Regions from separate parts of the Mus musculus genome. Here regions 1 and 2 are each linked to region 3. A link is a contact called in public HiChIP or PLAC-seq data. All regions are on one chromosome and are shown on one strand. Each heading gives the region's core, a stretch centred on a gene start, on an enhancer-like site or on the middle of the called end of the contact. The rest is flanking DNA. Distances are from core to core; before and after follow the strand shown.

Region 1 (2,700 bases), core at 183-2,682, 400 kb after region 3:
AAGCAGTTAATGGCTTTACCCTCACTAACGCAGTCTTCAAAAGAGAGACGCAAGTGGAATTTGCAACTGGTTAGTATCAGGTGAACGTAATTTTCTACTATATAGTTACATACATATAGACAGAGAAGTCCGACAGACAGAAAGGCAGGAGACAGACATAGGTATAGAAAAATTGCTATAAATCTTGGCGACTAAGAAAAATATGGTGTATGCTCTCACAGAAAGTTATTATGAGTTTTTTGGTGCACTCTAACACACATAATGGAAAACAGTTTTATATTTTCCTGTCAATGAATGCTAGCACAAGGTCTGTAAGACACCACTTACACCACTGTGTCCTCAGGCAGAATAGTAATTTTTATGTCCCAAAGACTCCTTCCTCTTCTGTGCCTTTTTTTTTCTTAAACCTTAGAGAGGATTAAAAGCATGAATAAGGAAGGAAGATATATCCTTCTTGTTAAAGCTTTGTCTTTAATCGTGAATCAGCTCTTTTGCCTTACGGTGATTATCGATCTAACAGATGGAAGCAAAGCCAAGCACACTAACACTTTCCCCCTCTGCTTCTGCCCTAATCATTGGGCGTTACCTCGTTGGGGCCCTTGCTGTGTCCACAAAAGTGCTCACAAAGCTCCATTTCAGCCTCCTTGGAATGAGCCAGCCTTGGTGGGATTGACCTTTGGTGAAGAATGATGAGGGTGGACGTCTCCTTAACCAGTGTTCAGTCAGCACAGAAAGCAAGTGGGCCTCTTGCTATCCATCCGCATACGAAGATGCCCTTTTGATAATAATGACAAAACCCCGTAGCCAGGTCTGTAGGTATTGCCGGTCCCTGGTAAAGTTGCCTGGCCCATCTCACAAGCAATAATTTTGTAGAAATGCTTAATTGTTCCGTGTGAGACTAAAATATGGAGACTTCTGCAAAATCGAAAGCTACACTTTGGCCACATGGAAAGACTTTTTGGAAGACAATTCAAGTGGTTTGCCTTTTCTTAACGGGGAATCTTTCTGCTTAGTTCTCTGACATATTTATCCATGTTTGAAATAACATCATGGTATTAGATCAATCTTCTCTGTGCTCCCACAGACCATAGGCATAATAGTAATAATAACTGTTATTATCGTTGCTGAGGAAATGAATGCAATGTCATTCCCAGGAGAGGTCTTGCGGATGACACACGTGGCTCGGGGCTTAGACTCCGACGGCGCCTTGCTGCTTGATGTCATTGTGAGTGGCCAGGTCCTACAGCTCCACTCACCTGCTGAAGTCGGTGTGAAGGTAACGTGCTACGAGAGCATCATGGTTAATCACAGGACAGCGAGGAGCACGAACGAAATCCCTGTAGACCGAGCACAGAGATCTTAGGTTTTTACTGTTTGCTCTGGAGATAAATTACTGCTCCCACTAGGTCATAAATAACCATCTGGTCTTGACTTAAAAATCTCCAGGGCTCAGCTTTTAAAGCTCTCTGAGTAGTTTTATTACCTGGTGTATTGGAGCCAGAACTGCTGCTGTGCTGATTTAAGCCACTTGTTAAATTTTCCTCTGAAAAATAAAACGCAATAGTGATTCCTACAATAAGTTTTTGTGTAGCATCCTCTAAGGGGGGGAGGGGAGGAAATCAAACGGGGGATGATGTAATTATATTTTCACTTCAAAATTATTTATTTTTAACTTGAATAAAATGAAAGCAATACTTTGAGAGCTTAGAGTAATGAAGATGGCCCTCCTACAGCTTTTAACTCATGGCCCACAATGTCACCATCTTGTTAACTTACAAATTGTGACAGAAAATTACAAACCTGATTCTAAAGATGAGAATCGACCTGAGTTATGTCCAGAACACTACTGTGTAATTACAGTCTTATTCAGAACTCCATTGTTAATCTCTAAGGCTTTCTTCCCTGCTCCCCACCCCCAACCCCAGCATACCTCATATGTTAAACAGAATGCAAAACTCCAGGTGCAATGTTGACCCTCAAATCCTTTCCCTTAGGATTACACAGAGGACTACATTCAAACAGGACCCGGTCAGCTCTATGCCTACTCAACTCGTCTGTTCACCATCGATGGCATCAGTATCCCCTATACGTGGAACCACACCATTTTCTATGATCAGGCCTGGGGGAAAATGCCTTTCTTAGTAGAGACACTTCATGCATCTTCCATAGAGTCTGACTACAACCAACTAGAAGAGACACTGGGTTTTAAAATCCATGCTTCAATTTCCAAAGGTAACATTGTTAAGGGAACCTCCAAAGATCTGTGCTGCCGTCTTATTTTTTTTTAGAAAGATAAAGATAGGTGCCTTGAAGCCATTCAAATTAGGAATATGAAGGGCCAGGTCTAACATGCTGGAGTTGGGTTTTTTGTCTGTGCTACATTCTGTTTTTGTTGTAGGAAGGCCCTTGTAAAGCTCACTCAGTTGCATTTGGTTGACTAAGATGCCTCTCCAGGCAACCTAGGCAACCAGACAAAGTCCTAACCCAGATTCTTGGACAGGACTAAATGTTATCCACCTGAAGGGTTTTTCTTTAGGTAATACAGTCCATTTTTAAATACTGTCTTAATTGATGAATTTTCAAAATTCAAAATTACTGATGTAAAGTACACCCCAGCTTAAACTAATCAGAAATTTCTAGATTTTTCAAGGCAGCTTCCTTTAAGTGCTTTATTCTCTGTATTGAATATATTGATGTTGT
Region 2 (2,700 bases), core at 68-2,567, 460 kb after region 3:
AAATTAGGAAAGCATTGATTGTTTCTGTTCAGATTCTTTTTATTTTCCTGTTACTTCATCTATCAGCAGTCTTTCTGTGTCAGTATAGACCCTTAGTTGGTACCTTGTGAGCTAAACTCCCTTAGAAGTAGGAATTCTGGCACCCAAATACATACCGATTGTATGAGTGACATTTTCTTCAGAAAAGTGAATCCAGCTGTGGTTAGCTTTTCAATAGGAGTGCATTGTAAAGATTTGGTTACATGTAATTGTAGGCACTGGAAAAACACAATTAAGTTTTTTTCATTTTTTTTTCAACATCTGTTGCTGTGTTTGAGGTCAGTAGGTGATACATTGGAGAGGGAAAGGTGGTTGTGGATTTAAAAAGAGCAGTGATCGATGTTGGTCCCCTCCAGCCTCCTGTGGAACTGCATCAGAGTTAACAGCCTACAGAAGCATCCTTCATCATCCAGCTAACAGTGCATTTGGTGCAGGTGTAGAAACCAAGGGGCTAATGATGTCCAGTAGCCACTGCCAAGATGAGCAGACAGATCCAGGACCATGTGTGTAGGCTGCCTGGCCATCCAAGCAGAACAATATTGTGGCTGTTGTTTATATCCCGTCTTCCAAACTGTCTACGAAGTATCTTTGGTGGCCCATACTAACCTGGAACTATTCATTGAAGAAAATTGGGAAATGTAGTCTAGTTTAAATAAATTGCTATACACATACAATACACATAGAGGAAATTGTCTTTGAAATGAATCTTTTTTTTTCCTTTAAGCTAAAGCTAATCTTGACTTACTTAAACTATTACATCAATTCTAATCTAGTAGCCAGATATTAGATAAGGAAATGAGCCTTCATTTATACACAACTGAATAAATATCTTGTTGTATTTTGCCTAATAAAGATAATCTGGTGGAGAAATGGAGACAAACATCTCACGCATTCTAAGAAAATCCCCAAATTCTCCAATAGTTCGAGTGTTCACCTGAATTCTCCCTGTGTCATCATAGCCAAGAAGCAAGTAATTTTAATCTCCAACTACAGATCAATGCTGGACAGCTAGTCTTTTTTTAAAAAAGCCAACTATTGCCCACATGAGATTCAGTAAGCCAGTGAGTCTATGGCTGGAAACTGGGGCTACACTCACACATGGTAAGGACCTGGTGGCCGTGAGCAGGCCTTCGTACCTATCCTGCTTCGGTAAGACTGAGACAGCTACTGAAGCCAAGGATCTTGAAGGTTTGGGAAGTTAAGGAGAGTCTCCCCAGCAGTGTTTTAGGCAGGACCCTAGCAGCCCAGAAATGTGTCTCTGGTCTTTACAAGACATTCCTTCCCAGCCAACTCCTTCAAAACCCTTCACAGAGTCAAGGGATCAAATAACAACCCTTAACTGGTTAATCAAATACAGCTGGATTTTCACAAAAAATGTTCACCCAAGCACAACTTTAATTTCATTTTAGCATAAATTTAGGCACTAGTTATATAGTGTTCTGGCCACTGAGTATTTAATTAAAAGTCTGAGGTTATCAAATTCTATTATATTCCCAAGTTCAATGCCTGCTTCCAGAATATATCACATGACAGATTTAAAAATAAACTATCAACCATCTGTAACTGCGTGACTATTTAAAGTAATGAGATAGCATGCTCTTCAGTAATTGTATACTGCAGTGAATGGGAGACCAATGGGAAGCCAAGAAAAAATTCTGTTAAGCCCACTACATACACTGAAACCCACCATGTGCATCTGTGTATGATCAAGATTTAATTAGGTTGGTGGCTTCGTGGCCTTTTGTGTACTCTGAATTGATACATTTAAGATAGTCTGCCTTGTAAGTTAATTCTAATTGCTTCGGAATCTACTCAAAATATTGGATTTGCTATTTTTAGAATCTGTGCGCAGTAATCTATGCTAGGTGTATGAGACTAAATAAAGCAGCAATCTTTATTCCACTTTGAAACCATTAATGATAGGAAAAGAATCCTGAAAATCAGAATCTATCCTCAGAGATGGTACAAATACTATGAAAATAGGTTGCTTACATATATAAAATACTAGAATGAAGGCCATTGACAAGTACAATACTATACACAAAGAAAAAAAGGAATACATGATTATTGTATAACATCCTATGAGTGAATTGCCAAGCCAAGCAGCTGTACTGCTTATGAACATACAAGGCATTGTTCTGATTTAACCAATAGGATCCTCTGTACAGAAAGTGTGTGTTTGCAGGACACACAGAGCAACCTTCCAGTCTAAACCATAATTAAAAAAAAAATAACATGTTGAATGAATGTGACCAAAATTCATGCCTAAAGATCTAAAAAGTATTGAAAATTGAGGGATGTAGAGAATAATAAAAGCCTTAGACAAATAGGCACGTGATCCCAGTAGGACTCCCAAGAAAGGAAAGTGTGGTGGAGGCTGAGCACCAACAAGATGGTATGCCTGTGTTCTGGGGTATTTTATGGAGTTATTTTTCCAACGGGCACCTCAGTCTCCCTTGAGGACTGAAAACAAATTGCTTCACACAGAGTCTGGGCCCCAAGCAGAGACTTAGTGCTTATCTTAGTGCTTTTCTTAGCTACCACAGCCTTTGACTTGCCTGACTTCCACAACCAAGCTCATCTGCGTTTAAATTACAGCTTGTCCTCTCGACAGAGGGAAACCTCAGTAAGCGCCAAGTTGTGTATTTTTCTCACAAGACT
Region 3 (2,700 bases), core at 70-2,569:
GTATCATAAAATCAAGTTCCACAGATGGTGGGTCTGAAAGAGAAGACAGTTGGAGATTATAAAAGGCTGGTGGGAGCTGGCCCTTTCTCAGGCTGCCCCATGCTAGAGGGTGGTCTCATACACACTCAAACCCAGTTTAAAGCTGCCCAAGTGCTGTACTTCGAATGCTTGCATCCAGACAATAGCCCCTTTCCTGGGGGAGGGGGGCGTATTTATTAAAGGGGAACAAAGAATGGTTAGCGCATGAATGACTTTCTTCGCTTACCTTCTGAAATCTGTTAATCCGGCTATAATGTATATAATGATTGCGACTTGGAAGAACATTGTAATGTTTTCCACCGTAAAGTTTCCTTAAGTTTTGGCAGGAAAATGTCATTGAGAGGAACAACATTTCAGTGGATCTTTGCCTGAGACGTGACACATAGTTGTACTGGAGGGTATGTGAAATGGGAATACTATCGCATCACCATGCTTCGCAGAGGATTTAGGCTGATCAGCAAAGTGAATCTTGATAACGAAATTTCAACTCCCCCAGAATTTTTTCTCCCCTCCCTTCCCCTCCCCTCCCCTTTTCTTTTCTTTCTTTAAAAACAAACAAACAAACAAACAGACAGACAGACAGACAGACAAACACTGCTCTTTCTATTGGACGTCAATGTTTTATTGATACCCAGTTTCCTTTCCCAGTTCCACAGCACAGCTAGGGACTTTGTGATGTCTCTTACTTTCCCCCTATCTCCTTCCATTCTCCTTTGCCTCTACAGCTCCCTCTCCCTGCCTCTCCCAACTCCGTGCCTTCCTCTCATCTAAACACTCCCCAAGGAAGATCAAAGAACCATCCATCCTGTAGCTGCAGCCTAGAGGAAAGAAAGCTCCAGCTCCCCCTTCTGGCGGGGCTGAATGTTGGGTTGAGGGACAGGAAGCTAGGCTGGGGCATCTTAGCTTCTGCACTTGGGGTGGGCTGGGGAATTAGGTGTTGTCTGAAGCAGCTTTGCACAGACATTAGGGGAAAAAACGTGCACCAATTCCCTTTGTGCTAGCTAATGTGATGCCCTTGAATTTGGGAGTGGGCCACACATTCCTGAAAGCCATTGTTTACCTTGGAGTTTTGGAGATTGGCTATAGCTCTGAAGGGAACACCAGAGCTGACTTTGCGAGCGCTTCCCCGGTACTGGAGAGACTTGGAACTCACAGAGGGGGAAAGTCGCCCTCCGGGGTGGGGGCTCCAGCAGAGGAGGGACGGCCGCTGGCCAATCAGAAGGAGAGGTCGCGCCGGGCTTCGCCTCCAAGGGGCTAGCTGTGGAAAGTTGGGAGGCTCAGTCGCTGGCCTGGAGCGCGGCGGCGGAGGCGGCACCGCAGGCTCGCAGCGTCCCCCAGGGCATGGACCCCGCGCTCTGCGGGCGCTCGGCTACTCGCAGCTCCCTGCACGCGGCCGCTTAGAGCCCAGGACCTACCCAGCCGGACAAAAGGCGCCGCATCCCTGCCCAGCCCAGCCCAGCTCCTGGAGGCAGCCGGGCTCCGGGTTGGTCTGCATCTCATTCTCCGCTCCAAAACTTTTGAGTTAGTTCAGAGACTGCAAAAGCCTGATGAGGCACCAGAGAGGAAGCCAGTCCTCTGCCTGCTGTTGAGGAGTAAGCACAGTGGTTAGGAGCTTAGGGCAAAGAGAAAAGCAGCGAGCAAAACAAGAAAAGAAAAGAAAAAAATGATTGCCCAGGAAGTGGTCCACACAGTATTCCTGGTGGCTCTTTTTCGTTCTTCCCTAGCTGGAGATGGGACTCCGCAGTCTGAGAGCAGGGCTGAGGAGATTCCTGAGGGGGCGTCCACGCTGGCTTTTGTGTTTGATGTGACTGGGTCCATGTATGATGATTTAGTTCAGGTTATTGAAGGGGCTTCCAAAATTTTGGAGACGTCTTTGAAAAGACCTAAGAGACCTCTTTACAACTTTGCTTTGGTGCCCTTCCATGATCCAGGTAAGGGGAATACTTACTCTCTGTATTTGTTGTGCTTGGTGATTCATAATTCTATTATTTCTTATGCTATGAATTTGTTATATTGTCAGAAAGTTTCAAAAGCATTTAAAAAAATGCAGCGGAATACGATAGTAACAAAGAATTGCCTACTGGCATCTGGGGTTATATCTCAGTTTAGCAAGGCTTAGCCATGGAGTGAGTAGATGGCTTGTTTAGGGGGATTAAACAGTGGTGCCCTGACCTGGAAATGTGGTCCTCTGAAGATGAGAACCAGGACTTTGTAGTAGCAACAGCAGCAAGCTCAGAGTTAACCTGCTTGCATTTTCAAGCTAAAGACTGTTTCAATTGCTAAGGCAGCCACGGGACAGGAATGGGGTTTTCAGCAGCAGGGCACTGAGCGCAAGCGAGCACACACTCTCAAGATAGCCTCACATGGGAGAAAATCAGACCTGCTGCAGGGCACATGAGCAAGTCTGTAAATAGCAGCTAGGATTGGAACTGGAGGCATGAAAATGAAAGACAGAAGCCATTCATTCTGTAACTGAATCTATTCACCGTGGCACCGGGTCATCATTAGTTAGATTCACCGATGTGTGTAAACAGTATGTTCATGTCTCAGGCGGTACAAATGCATGCAATTTGCTAGGTCTGTGCTCTTGAAAGGTAGTTGAAGAAAAATAGCTTTATGTTGTGCCCTGCAGCTGTGGCTTTCTGCTGCTGTACTGTAACA

What was found. HiChIP or PLAC-seq counts read pairs in DNA pulled down with a chosen protein or histone mark.
Region 1: a contact with region 3 is called in an H3K4me3 HiChIP or PLAC-seq map of embryonic limb bud, with 3 times the contacts expected there. The contact joins the enhancer-like site here to the promoter of Hmcn1 in region 3. A contact is called at or near these places in 6 of 39 promoter capture datasets (embryonic stem cells, liver, stem cell-derived epiblast-like cells and 1 more), 6 of 484 Hi-C or Micro-C datasets (the MNK3 cell line, cerebellum, cerebral cortex and 2 more), 6 of 115 datasets of contacts at active chromatin or transcription factors (astrocytes, cardiomyocytes, craniofacial prominence and 3 more) and 1 of 9 other capture datasets (adipose tissue).
Region 2: an H3K4me3 HiChIP or PLAC-seq map of craniofacial prominence shows a contact between it and region 3, with 5 times the contacts expected there. The contact joins the enhancer-like site here to the promoter of Hmcn1 in region 3. A contact is called at or near these places in 18 of 39 promoter capture datasets (the 3T3-L1 cell line, 3T3-L1-derived adipocytes, the C10 cell line and 11 more), 4 of 15 datasets of contacts at CTCF or cohesin (hippocampal excitatory neurons, large pre-B cells, pro-B cells and 1 more), 95 of 484 Hi-C or Micro-C datasets (the AML12 cell line, the AtT-20 cell line, B cells and 55 more), 13 of 115 datasets of contacts at active chromatin or transcription factors (PVALB interneurons, astrocytes, bone marrow-derived dendritic cells and 7 more) and 2 of 9 other capture datasets (adipose tissue and embryonic stem cells).

Annotation. Positions count from the first base shown.
Region 1 is chr1:150,592,488-150,595,187 of GRCm38.p6, reverse strand. Hmcn1 (hemicentin 1) reads left to right here. Exons shown (of 107, transcript NM_001024720.3): 95 at 1-69; 96 at 1,155-1,276; 97 at 1,995-2,232. Among named protein-coding and RNA genes, the nearest start is that of Gm41967, 120 kb to the right of the region's middle. Within about 2 kb of position 1,432, at least 6 of the 459 cell types and tissues checked have an H3K27ac peak or open chromatin away from gene starts, as enhancers often do. A contact at or near this core is called in embryonic limb bud, where this site is marked.
Region 2 is chr1:150,536,583-150,539,282 of GRCm38.p6, reverse strand. No RefSeq gene overlaps it. Among named protein-coding and RNA genes, the nearest start is that of Gm41967, 65 kb to the right of the region's middle. Within about 2 kb of position 1,317, at least 32 of the 459 cell types and tissues checked have an H3K27ac peak or open chromatin away from gene starts, as enhancers often do. A contact at or near this core is called in craniofacial prominence, embryonic limb bud, nephron progenitors and 2 more, where this site is marked.
Region 3 is chr1:150,992,054-150,994,753 of GRCm38.p6, reverse strand. It overlaps Hmcn1 (hemicentin 1), which reads left to right and starts at 1,319. Exons shown (of 107, transcript NM_001024720.3): 1 at 1,319-1,970. The coding sequence starts at 1,703.